Linked DNA regions of Arachis hypogaea: region 1 is linked to region 2. A link is a contact called in public Hi-C data. All regions are on one chromosome and are shown on one strand. The core of a region is the stretch at or near the end of the contact, and the rest is flanking DNA. Distances in the headings are between cores, read along the strand shown. Region 1 holds the start of LOC112743880 (4-hydroxybenzoate polyprenyltransferase, mitochondrial). Region 2 holds the start of LOC112743875 (pentatricopeptide repeat-containing protein At3g22690-like).

Region 1 (6,740 bases), core at 139-2,638, 130 kb after region 2:
CGTCTTTTTCTTCATGAATATAATTAGTTGTATTATAGTGATAATTGTGTATGATAATATGGTAAAACTGTATTTTTGTTTTAAAAAATTATAGTTTAGAGATCATATAGGATATGTTTGGATTAGATTTGAAGTATCAAAAGTTTGTTTAGTTTTTTTGAAAGTTTTATTTTTTGGTACTCTAAACATAAATTTGATTCTACCCTTCAATCCACATTTACCAAAAGTTATAATTTATAGTTTTTACGTTCAACTTTTCAGGACTGAACTTTATTTCTATGTACCAATTGTATCCTTTGTTATTTATACGATAAATTTTGTTACTTTTTTTATAATATTATTTTTCTAATACTCTTTCATGCATATTTTTATTTTTTTTATAAATTTTTTATTATTTTTTATTTATATAAATTTTTTTATCGTTATTTTATTTTTTTTTGTATGGAATATTTTTTTGTTTTTAATTATGATTTTATTAATCCTATTAGAATATTAAAGAGTATTGAGAATACTAAAAAAATATTAAAATTTATTTAAATATCTAAAATAAAATGATAAAATAATTATTTAAATTCATATTTTTTTTTGTAATTTTTCATCTAAAAGTGATTTAAAATAATGTATTCCAAATAATATTTAGCTTATTATAATCCATTTTGAATAAAATTACCAAACATAAATCACGTTATAAAATAATATAGAACATTTTCTTTTTGTTTGACATTATAAAATGTATAGTACTCCCTTTAGTATTTTTATGTATTAAAATATATTTTATCAATATTTTATATGTTACTTTAATTTAGTAAGTAAATATTAATTTTATTATAAAATAAATTAATAAGATTTATTCAGATATTTAAAGTAAAATGATAGGATAATATAAAAAATTATTTAAATTGATGTCTCTTTTAGTAATTTTAATCTAAAAGTGATTTTGAATAGTATATTCCAAACAATATTTATTATACTATAATCCATTTTGATAGAAAGATTGCCAAACATAAATCACATTAACGCAAACTTACTTTTTATCCAAATTAAGTTTACAAAATCACTTTTATACAAATTACAAACTCCGGTTTACAAATTATAATCCAAACACACACATAGTAATTACGAGAACATCCGGCGAAAGAAAATGCATGGTTCTAAAAACCGAATCGGACCGGTCAGTTCAATCGGATTAATCGGAAACCGTTTATCTAACTGGTCCAGATAAGATCAGAAACCGTCTAGCAAAAAATCGGTGAAAAATCGGTCGAACCGGCGGTTAATTGGTGAACCATGAGAACCGTCCGGTTTTTTAAAGGGTTTTCGGTTCGGAAATAACCCCCTCTAAACGGCGTCGTTTTGTATATATAAAAAAAAAAAAAAACTAAACGAACGAAGCCTTAAATCTTCCCCGTTAACCCATCTTCACTCTTCACTCTTCACTCTTCACAAACTCATCTCTCCTCTCTTTCGCTGGAACCATAGAAGCCACAACAAGCAACCAATCGAGCAGCCAGCCAGCCACCGCGTTCTGCAGCGACGGGTTTGAAGGCCGCGTCCTTGTCATCGCCGAGCTTGCCTTCTCTGTGTTCGCCGGTGTCGCCTCCTCTGTCGTCGCCGTTGCTCACCTTCCTCCTCGCCGCCGGTGAGTACTGACTAGTGACTACTGAGTTCTTCTGTTCTTCAATCTTTTTTAGTTTTTGTTTTTGTTCTTCTGTTCTTCTGTGCTCTGCCCTTTTGTTTCTGTTCTTTTGTTCGTCTGTTCTTCAATTAAATTTTTTATTTTTTATTCATTGAAGAATTTAGGGCAGATTTGAAGTAGGTTGATGTTCTTCAGATGCAGAGTTCTTCTCTTGACATCTTGTTCTGTTTTTTAGTTGTTTTTATGTTGTTAATTATATGATTAATCATTCTGTTATTTTAAAAGCATTTGATGTAGGTTCAATTTTTCAATTCTGCTCTGTTGTTGTAGGTTCAAATTTTTCAATTCTGCTCTGTTGATGTAGGTTCAATTTTCTCAATCTGCGACTTTCTATCTCTGAGTCGAAGCTGAGCCTCTGTTCCATCCTCTTTTCGTAGAGTTTCTTGGTCTGCGGCGACCTCTCATTGCCGTCTCTGGTCGTGGCAGCATCATAGTACGACAGCAACTCTTTCCTCCCTTCTTCATTTCCATCTTTGACTAGTACTTCAGGTTTTTGTTCTGTTTTCTCTTGCTGTTTTGTTTAGCTTTAATTCTATAGTTTGTTCTACATTAGTTTAGTTGTATTTTTTATTTCCGTTAGTGGATTCTAGGTTGTTGGAATAAGGTAGTTCAGTTTGTAGATTCTAGGTTTGTTGCAAGTTTTGAGAATTGGAAATTTGTCGGTTGGCTGATGCTTTGCTTGCTTATATAAGCTTGATTACTTCTATTTATTATTGTGTTTGGCTGTATTAAGTGTGGAAGTTGTTGAATGGGTAAGCATTACAGCTGAAGTTTGTTTGTTTATGCTGAATTTGTACATTGCATGCTAGGTGTTCGATTAAATGCCTCTGATGCTTTGAGTTTGAATTATATGTTGTAGTTACCATATAGTTTGAACCACTCTTTGTTTAGGCAAATTGTTCAAGAATAATGCACTTTGGGTTGTCTCTTGATGCTTGTTTAAGTTATGAAACTCATGTTTATCCATTGCTCATGGTAGCTCTTCATGCTTGTGCTTGATGTTATTTCTGTCATGAAAACACCTAAATGAGTGGAATGCTCAAACTTCTTGCAATTTAGGTGATTTCATAGACAAAATGCTTTAATTTTGTGAACTGGTGGTGACTTTTAATGATAAATTATGAATAATTTATTTTGTGAAATTGTTAAATTTTGAATTTTATTAGTTTAGAAATGATTGAATTTAAATTTTTAAAATTATGTATTGAATTTTTTATAATTTTACTCTATATTTAATTAAACCGGTTCAACCACGGTTCAACTCCGATTGAACCATTGAACCAGTCACTCGACCGGTTCGATGACCGGTCCGGTTCTCGCATCCTTGAGAAAATGCGACGGCTGTGACTTGTGAGTTATTATTATTATTATTATTGTTATTATTATTATTATTAGAGTTCCTTTTCTCTACTTGGCAGTTGGCAATGGCTTCCGAGTTTGCAAGCATGTTGTGTGGTGTTTCCTCCTCGGAATGACGGCGGCAGATGCTATCAAAATACTCAAGCCCTTTGTTCCCATGCCCATGAGCTTCAATAACCTTTCTTCTCTCTCTTCCTCTATACAAAGAAGAGCCTTCAATTCATATTCCCAGGTCAAATATACCAGCATTCACAATTTCTTCTTCTTGTTTTTCCAATTGTTTTGAATATGGTAGAAATATTTTTGAATATAATGAATGGGTTGTTAGATAGGATACCGTGTTTGAATCTGTAGCTACACGGTTAGTGATGCGAGCCACATGTTTGATCAAAGTTCTTAGTGAGTACTAGAAAATATGCTGCTTTTCTATTTTATTTATTTTATTTGTTCGTATGTATATATAAAATTAGTAATTAAATAGATTTGAATTACTGTGAGCTTATTGGTTATATATATATAAGAAAATGTAGGTCTTTGATCTCTGGACTCTCTTTCATTTCATGCTCTGGCTCTGTCACCTACATGTGTTCTTTTGTATGAGGAAAAAAAAAGAGATAGAAATGGAAACGAACAAAAGAAATATGTTTTCAAGAAATGAAAAAATAAAACGATTGTTTAGAATTGAGTAGAGAGAATGGAAACAGAACATGTTTCCACAAAAAATCATACCCTTAGATTGTCCCTTTTCTTCATTTTCATTTTCTTTAACACCAAACATAGTTTATTTTGGAGAAGATCAATTTTTTCCACTTATAATATTGATATCCTAGAGATGCATCAAACATCACATGAACATTAACTTGCATATTGGACAGTGTTTTAGTAACTGAAACGTAATGTTTTTCCATCATTTGGTTATTTAGGCCCAACTTACATTCTTATGTTTGAATGCTATCTTATTTTGAAGCAAATGACTCCATGTGGTACTCTAATTTAGTTGATGAAGAAATTATTAAAATGTCATGTTAAAATTTTTGAATTCTTATAGTGGTAATTAGTTTAGTTTTGTGCATTCTTTTATTATTGAAGAATTTGAAAAATGTTCTTGAAGCTCTATTATTTTTGTATTCAGGATTTTGTAAGTTCAATGATTTCTGAATGAAGGCTCACCCCTACATGAAGAGTGATATCAAAGTGTTGGATAAGCTTTGTTTACTTAATATCCATTCAAGATGTGGGTCTAAAAATTTAATATAACCCTGAACTTTTGTTGCTCATCCTCCAACCGAATGCTTACAAGTCTTTGAAACGAGTAGCAACAAAGAGACTATCTTCCCTCTAACTTGTTTGATTTTGATAAAAAGAATGGCATCAACTTTGATTTCTCGTGCTTCACATAGGTTTCTCAAATATTCTTTCCTCTCAATACAATATCCTTCCCCTTCCATCTTCAATCCTTTAATCTCCACTAAACCATCTATAAGCATAAACCGCAACTTCTATCTTTCACTCGGTCCATTTGGGCAATACCACCATCAGGATTCTAAATTTGAAGCTTTTAAAACTGTTCGAGCTCTCTCAAATTTTCAGTTTGTTCAGCACATCTCTACATCACCTTCGAGTTTAAAAGAGGGATCAGAGGGAAATAAGAATCAAAGTGGTAATGTGAGTAAAGCAAATATCTCTTGGATTGATTTGTACTTGCCTAGGCAGGTTCAGCCCTATGCACAGCTTGCTCGCCTAGATAAGCCCATTGGGACATGGTTGCTTCTATGGCCTTGTATGTGGTAAGTGTTCTATTTACTTGGCTTATGGGCATATGCCTTGTTGTCGACAAACAAGGACAGTTCAGTAATTTTATAATATGAATTTGATTGCTAATTGGAAATATATATGTTACACTCCTTGAAATAGTAATGAATGAAGGAATTTTAAAAGAAATGATCATTCTATTGATTTGTAATTTTATTCGTACAACTTAATTTATGGTAACCTGGTTGTTGAGTCTAAATTAGTATTCTTTATCTTCTTATTTAAGTTCACAAGATTAGATAAGTTAAAGTTGTTATTTGTTTATCGTTAGTACTATAAGTAGTTAAGCACCATCCATACCATACATATCCACAAGAAAAACCTTGCCTTTGTTGTGCTTTATTTCTCTCCTAAAACCAGTTCAAGCTGCACCCTTCGAATCTTTCCTACTGCATCTGCATATATATGTATGGATGTACCCAAGAACTACGAATCTTTATGGCATGGATTGTAGAACTTTATGTATATCTTCTAACATAATACATGTTATTTTGTTTTACCTTTCCTTAGTATTTTCTGCAAAGTGCTTCCCTTACAACTTTAACAAAGCCAACTATTCATGTTGACAGAAAATAATATGAATTGAAAATATAGGTTTTTTGTGGTCCAGCGAGAGGTGTTGCCTTTTCTATATTACATCATGCCTTGAAGTTGTTTCTCTCTCTTTTGTGCACTCCACTTTCTAAATTCATTCTTCTTCTATTTATTTATTTATTTACTAACTTATTTATTTATGTTTCTAATATTCAATGCCTTAGGTCAATTACGTTGGCTGCAACTCCAGGACAGCTGCCTGATTTTAAAATGTTGGCATTGTTTGGATGTGGGGCTTTGCTTTTGAGGGGTGCTGGGTGTACTATTAATGACCTCCTTGATCGCGACATTGATACAAAGGTAAATAGAAAGCTTTTATCTTTTGTATTTTTATGTAGTGAGAGATACTAAAATCGTTATTTCATGTTGTTAAGTTTTCACAAGTGCATGTTATTAGCGTAGTGTGAATGTTTAACTTGTATATTTGAATCAAGTTAAAAAAAATAATCTGAAAGCTAAGTCATGCCAAGTCTAGTGCCTTGGTATTTCACATGGCCTGTAAGTTCATGTAATTTGCATTTGAAGGTTTTTCTTTTTACTTTTTCTGGTTCGTTTTCACTGTCCCTACCCTGTTTCAAATATGATTCAAAATATAAATCTATCAATTTACTTGCATGCAACATCCCTTCGATTTTATTGCTATGGCATCACATTTCTGATTTTGTTTTAATATGAGTATTGAACATGTGATCTTATTTGATGTCATACCTACCTTGGCCATTTTACAGAACTCATTAAGCATTTTTTATTTTTTTGGGTTCAACAAAGCTGATATTAGATTCGATATTATGAATGATACTGTACATAATTGTATGATGCAGGTAGAACGTACAAAGTCAAGACCTGTGGCAAGTGGTCTTTTAACACCATTTCAGGGACTTTGTTTTCTTGGTTTTCAGTTAACTTTGGGTCTTGGGATTCTTCTGCAATTGAATAATTATAGGTTAGTGTTAACTTTGAATAGCCAAGCCTGTGATCATTATTACATCTACATGACTACATCAAGTATGAAAATTTGAGTATTGCCAAAATATTGAATGTTTGTGGTTTGTGATCTTTTTGCAGCCGTGTTCTGGGTGCCTCATCCTTGTTGCTTGTCTTCTCTTATCCCCTTATGAAGAGGTTTACATTTTGGGTATTGAATTTCCTCAATTTTAGTTTCTTCTGACAGATTTTATTGTTATCTTTGACATACAATCTCATTATGCTTTATATGGCACTCGTAAATTTTTTGTTAGCCTCAAGCCTATCTCGGGTTGACCTTTAATTGGGGCGCTTT
Region 2 (6,458 bases), core at 957-3,456:
AATAAGATCAAGAGCTTCTTCCAACAACCCAGCTCGACCAAGCAAATCAACCATACATCCATAGTGAACAATCCGAGGACTGATTCCATGAGTTGTCTTCATTGACCTGAAAAGTTGCCTACCTTGGTCCACAGAGCCACCATGGCTACATGCAGTCAATAATGCTACAAAAACAACATCGTCTGGTCTAACCCCTTGTTTGAGCATCTCATTGAAAAGCTCAATAGCCCCCTTTGTATTTCCTTCCATTGCCATAACACCGATGGCAGCAGTCCAAGCTGACACATCTCGTTTGTCCATTTTCGTGAAAACACGCAAAGCACTCTGGGGATCACCACACCTAGAAAACATATCAACCAAAGCTGTGCCGAGCTGCTTGTCAATCTGAATGTCATTTCTCTCAATGTAGGTATAGACCCACTTAGCAAGATCAAGAGCTCCTAGATATCCACAGGCAGAAGCAACAGCAACCATGGTCACTCTGTCTGCTTCAATTCCCTGGTTTTGCATCTCCCTGAATAGCTCAATCGCTTCCTGAAACATGCTTACTTGAACCAAAGCACCAATCATAGTGTTCCAAGACACAAGATCACTCTCTGGCATATCATCAAAGATTTTCCAAGCTAATTCCACATCACCATCCCTAACCAAACCAGCAATTAGCGAATTCCATGTCACCACTGTCTTGTTTGGCATCTGCTCAAATACTTTGCACCCAGATTCTCTCTCACCACATTTCATGTACATGTCGATGATGGCGTTGGAAATATTTTCCCAACCTTCAAGTCCATTTCTTAAGACATAAGCATGGGACGACTTCCCAACAAATAGATCACCTAACTGCGCGCAGGCCGCAATTGTAGACAACATTGTCACCTTATCTGGGCGTGGTCCCTGTTGCAGCATTTCACGCAAAACTACTAGCACTTCACCTGGCAGCCCATGTTGGACATAATTCGACATGATCGTATTGTACATAACCAAATTCCTATCAACACATTCATAAAAAATTCTGCTTGCATTATCTATGTCTCCACATTTCATGTACATATCAACGAGTGCATTCCCCATGACAGCATTAAGCTTCACGCCCAACTTACCAATATAAGAAGAAACTTTTTTCCCCAATTCAAGATCCTTCAACTTGGCACAAGCAGATATAACACAAACCATGGTAACTGGATTGGGTTGAATCCCAGTGTCAACCATCTCAAAGAACAGAGAAACAGCTTCCTTGGGCAAGTCCCTCCCAACATACCCATTGATCAAACTAGTCCAAGACACAACATTTCTCTCAAGCATTCCATCAAACACCTTGCGTCCCAAGTCAACTCTGCCGCATTCCGCGTAGAAATGTATGAGAGAGTTTCTGACGAAGATATTTCCCTCGAAACCCATCTTAAGAAGCGCACCATGAACTTGAAGACCCTCAGCAAAAGCCATAACTTTGGAGCACGCACTCAGCAAGGACGGGAAGGTGAACTTATCGGGTAAAACGCCCATCTCCGCCATGTGAATGTAGAGCAAGATAGCCTGGTCGCAAAGGCCAGTTGAAGCGTAACCTCTGAGGAGAGAGTTGCAGGCGAACAAGGAAACCGCGGCTGTTTCCTCATAGAAATAATCGAAAGATTTTCGAGCGTAGTCGAGGCTGTGGTGGGTGCCCACGTCGACGTAAGCGGCGATAAGGTTGTTGAGGTGAAAAGCGCTGTGAGAAAGGCCATTCTTGATGAAGTGGCAGTGTAACTGCTTGAGCTCCGTGAGGCTGTGGCAACTTCCAATAAGCTTTAGCGATGGCGGCGATGACGGTAGGTCGGTGGTGATGGGTTTCGGAGGCTGGATAGCTGGGGAAGTGCCCACAGAAGAGGGAGGAAGGGCCTTCGCCGCCATGGTAATTGTGAACACTGGTTTTTTTTAAGAACTGATGTTGGGGAGTTGAAGGGATGTCTTGTGATTGAAAATTAATAATTATTTTCCTTTCTTATTATTTGATTTGATATGCTGTTAGCTAGGTAAGTGCTAAATCTGAAGTATGCTTCAGCTATTTTGTTTGAAGTGATTAACTGATTTATATAACTATATATATTTTTAATTAGTTGTGAATTTTGTAGTTTCAGTGAAACTGGGGAAGCTCTCACTTGGAGGAGCAGCACCAAAATCTTCAAGTACTATTTACATATGGTTGCATGATAGTCTTGGTTTCCCAATTACTGGTTAGTTACATGTTTCTTCCTATGAGAATTTTGTTATAACGAATCAATACCCATTTGACATAATAAGTAGTAGGTAACATGTCGCTAAATTAATGCAGGACTATTTATCATCTGGCAGTGTCCCCTACATATTGGATAACTCCTTCGCTTTACTTGTAAAGTTGTTTGCCAAATCTTTTGGCCTTTGTATATCCAGATAGCCAGAGAAGCTGAGCTACTGAGAAAACGACATAATCATGTGCAGTCGAGGCAACAAGTTTCCAGTTAACCGGTGTTAGTGTCTTGTGTCGTTGGCAGAAACTAAGGAAATCCTAACTAGAATGCCTTCCCTTCCATTTGTCATCACAATGCCTTTTGATGGCAGTTGGCTGTATAGGTGATCTGGTAAGCATGTGATTTCTCTCTCTCCCCCTCTATTATTATTATAGGTGTTTTCAAATGATATTTCCTTTAAAATATAGTTTGGTTACACCCAAGACCAAGAATAACTTAAAATTCTAGATTGTCACAAGAAATGTAGTGGCTCATGAGTGAAGCAGTCAGATTCATTGATGGTAAAATGACATACCTTTCATAGCAGGTTTTAGAATTTAGAGATAGTATGGTCCTTGTGCTTATATCAATAGCATTAGATATGTCTTTATGGATTTGTTGGGAGAAATCTGAAAAGATACTACTTTTCTTTATGCCCATGAATAAGTCTCAAGGTTGTAGACTTGTAGTACAAGAATTAAAAATCATTCAGATCTACTTTTTTTTTTTTTATCGGTGGATTGGACAACCCCCAATCCTAGGTACACAGTACATACCCACACACTCCTCACATACTTACCAATTTTTTTTTTCAGTTGCAGCTGGTAGGACTCGAACCCGAAACTTTTGAAATGGGGAGGAGGCGGAATGCCGTGTGAGCTATGGCTCATTGGCTTCAGATCTACTGTTGAACCTAGGGAGTAGGCATACATCAAGGCTTTTTTTTGGGTATTAAAACGGGACTTAAAAGCCCAAAAAGAACAACGAAATTAGATGCAAACTACTCAGTCTAAGAGGCTCCTCTATCACCTTCTTGAAAGATTTTGATTAGCTCTGAAGGAACATCAAGGCTTATATAGGTAACAATGAATTGGCTAAAGTATTAGGAGTTTACTTTAGATTGGGCCAAGCCAGAAGAGGAAGTTGCAACAATTGGGTTATTTAATCTATATAGGGCCAAGTCCAAATAACAATTGTACAGAGCAAAACTCTGATATCCATGTTAGAACAGATCAGAGTGCCAGCTTTAATGAATTATTAGTGGTCTGGTGCAGAATGCTACATAATCTGAAGTGATTTAATGCTGGATAGTTAGTTTTTCATTGTTTAAAACTATTGGTTTAGTTTAGAACAGTGCTTTGTAATGATAAATCTATGTAAAAGGCTAGGCCTTCAGTTTTTTATCAATGAAATTTTACTGTCCAAAAAAAAAAGAAGCAACAGATAAGAGTAATGTTCTAACTAAATTCGAGTAACTAGCCAAGGGCCTAACAAACAACTTGTGTTCTTCTTCCCTCGTTTATTAGCTTCCTTCAGTGTTTTATACTAATCAAAAACCACTTAGCTTGTTTTATTTAAATTTGTCATTCAATTTATTTTTCACTGGATTATGAGATCTTGGTTAAAATTTGTTAACAATGAATCCATTCTGGATTTGTTGGTCAATTTTCTATAGAAACTTGGCAGAACTTGAAAGTAGTTCACTTTGCAGTTTAGTATTTGGACTCATTCAAGCATGCGACGAATCATAATCTTTGAACTTCACAATATTGATTTATCTAATAAAGTTTATGAGGAGTGTTCTTCATTTTTGAAAGGAGGGAAGGCTGCCAAGAAAACTAGTGCAAGTGCAAGAGGTAAGGGAAAGCCGGTTGTAGGAGGGGCTGGTAGTTCGAAGGCCTCCCGGTCCTCAAACAGCTCCAAGGTCATTGAGCTCACTGGTATATGAGAGATTTAGTTCAGGAGTTTGGAAATCATGTGGAGGCGCAACAAGCCTATCTAGATGAGCAAAGGCGCCGAGATGGAATTGTTGAGTCCAAGCTGAAAAAATTTAAAGGAAGAATTGATATCCTGAAATAGTACATCGATGATCTTACCTCTAAGCACATTTTTTCTGATGATGAGGATGCTGAGGATGAACATTCGGCCAGTTCTGATGCCTATTGACTCTAGTCATCATTTACTGCTCTTGTTGTTTTTAAGATACTTTTGAATGACTGTATAACCATAAAAACACTTATTTGCTTCAGTTTTTTGGTATCTAATCTTGTAGGTGCTTCATTTTCTCCTTTGATGACAAAAGGGAGAGAAAAACTGTTACTTATGGTTTAATCTTTGGTCATGTTTGCTAAACTTGTGGTTCATGTTCTAAGACTTGGTCTATTAAGGTTTATGTTGCTGCACTGTGATCTTTCAGCTAAAAGACTATAACACAAATTCATGGGAGCTTTAATCTCTGGATTCAGGAGGAGATCTTTCCTGCGAATAAACGAGAAGTTATCCTAATCTTGTTCATTCTCTTTAAATGCTCTCTATTTTAAAATGTTTGCTATCAAGAGAGAGATTATTGAGTCTGAAAATGATCTTATAATTATTTGTGATGACAAACATTTAATTAATTATATTGATTGATTGGTTAATGGCTTAACTTAATATGTTATAAAGTTTTATCTTTGAAATTGATATAATTACTTATTTGGTGTCAAATTAAAAGAGATTGTTACCAAAAATTGAAAAGGAAACATATAACAAGAGGCCTGCTACACATACAAGTCTTTTTGATTTACAAGTCTTGCAAGTTGCTACATACGGGCCTTTTAATGCGTTATTCAACCGTTTTCTGTTTTCAAAGTACTACACTCACCATGTATTATGAATGACTTCTCTTCCTCTTCTTCTTCCTCTTTTTTTTTTTTTTTTATTTTCATGGTTTCTGAAATCAAGCTTTAAAATAGTTTTGAAGATAATGGAACTACAGAAATACACCCAAAGGATTACAGAAATACACCCAAACGGTTACAAAAATTCACCCAAACGATTATAGAAATACACCCAAAAGATTACAGAAATACACCCAAAGGATTACAAAACTACACCCAAAGGATTTAAGAAATACACCCAAAATTCGTTGAAGTACACCTTATGCATAATTCAGAACTCTTTCTCTTTCTCCTCCTCATCTTCTACTGCTTCTTCTTCTTCAAAAACGATTTCAGAGCTTGATGTCAAAAAACAATGGAAATCGAGAATAATGAAGAAAGAAAACAGAGAGAAAAGCACGTAAATGAAGAAGAAGAGGAAGACGGGGAAGAAGAATGTGCAGCAAGAAGAAGAAGAAGAATGAGAAAGAGAAGGCAAGAAACGAAAGAAAAGAAGAAGAAGAAGATGAAGAGGAAGAAGAACGTGCAGCAAGAAGAAGAAGGAGGAGAAAAAGAAGGCAAGAAACGAAAGAAAAAAAGAAAAAGACGAAGAGGAAGAAGAAGAAGAAGCGCGTTTTGAGCGTTAGTTTTAATTAGACTTGTAAGGCTTACAAGCCTTAATCGCTTGTATGCGAAGAATTTCTGATATAACAATGATGATGATTATGGACAGCAATGGCCAGAGTTGTCATCAAGCAACGGATAGTTGAACACATTGCATTAATTGGAACATATTTAAAAATAATCAAACATTATGAGCAAGATTTGAAAAGCATTTGAAAAGGTAGCTACTGGTTATAGAAAGAAATAAATTACGTAATTAATGATGACTTAATCAGCTACAACGACTAGCTAAAGAATTGTTTTTGATATAAGAACAAGGTTTGATGAATGTCAAGGAGAACAATTCAAATATCAACCACTACACAATTGAGAGTCTTTCTTTTTCATTTTAGTTTGTATTTGATATTCAGTTTTTTTAGTCTTTCTATATAGTACTAAGAAAAAGGCATATGATTATTTGAGAGAATATTTTGGAAAAAAGCCTATAACACCGCACATTTTCCGTTTGTTCCCATCTTGATTTGTACTGTTTTGGAGAGTTAGTTTTGCTAGGTATCAATTTGTGAAGCACGGTATAGTAGTTTGTTTGTCTAGGTATTGAACCGGTTTAGTTTGTTCATTTTTGTCTTTGTCTTGGTCTTGAAATTGGTGATTGTAATCTTGAGATTGTTATAGTTAAATTCTACTATAACTGTGGTGAAGACTAGATGTAAATCATTGGAAAAAAAAAACA

What was found. Hi-C and Micro-C count contacts between places; a contact is called where the count stands out from the background.
Region 1: a Hi-C map of an unstated tissue shows a contact between it and region 2, with 6 times the contacts expected there. The contact joins the promoter of LOC112743880 here to the promoter of LOC112743875 in region 2. A contact is called at or near these places in 3 of 8 Hi-C or Micro-C datasets (leaf and an unstated tissue).

The regions. Positions count from the first base shown.
Region 1 is chr14:120,518,896-120,525,635 of arahy.Tifrunner.gnm2.J5K5, forward strand. It overlaps LOC112743880 (4-hydroxybenzoate polyprenyltransferase, mitochondrial), which reads left to right and starts at 1,389. Exons shown (of 13, transcript XR_011871193.1): 1 at 1,389-1,639; 2 at 2,001-2,129; 3 at 3,115-3,287; 4 at 4,188-4,842; 5 at 5,626-5,761; 6 at 6,283-6,404; 7 at 6,527-6,596; 8 at 6,700-6,740.
Region 2 is chr14:120,383,841-120,390,298 of arahy.Tifrunner.gnm2.J5K5, forward strand. It overlaps LOC112743875 (pentatricopeptide repeat-containing protein At3g22690-like), which reads right to left and starts at 2,207. Exons shown (of 1, transcript XM_025793275.3): 1 at 1-2,207. The coding sequence starts at 1,887. LOC140178333 (a long non-coding RNA gene) reads left to right here and starts at 2,430. Exons shown (of 2, transcript XR_011871190.1): 1 at 2,430-2,594; 2 at 4,061-4,614.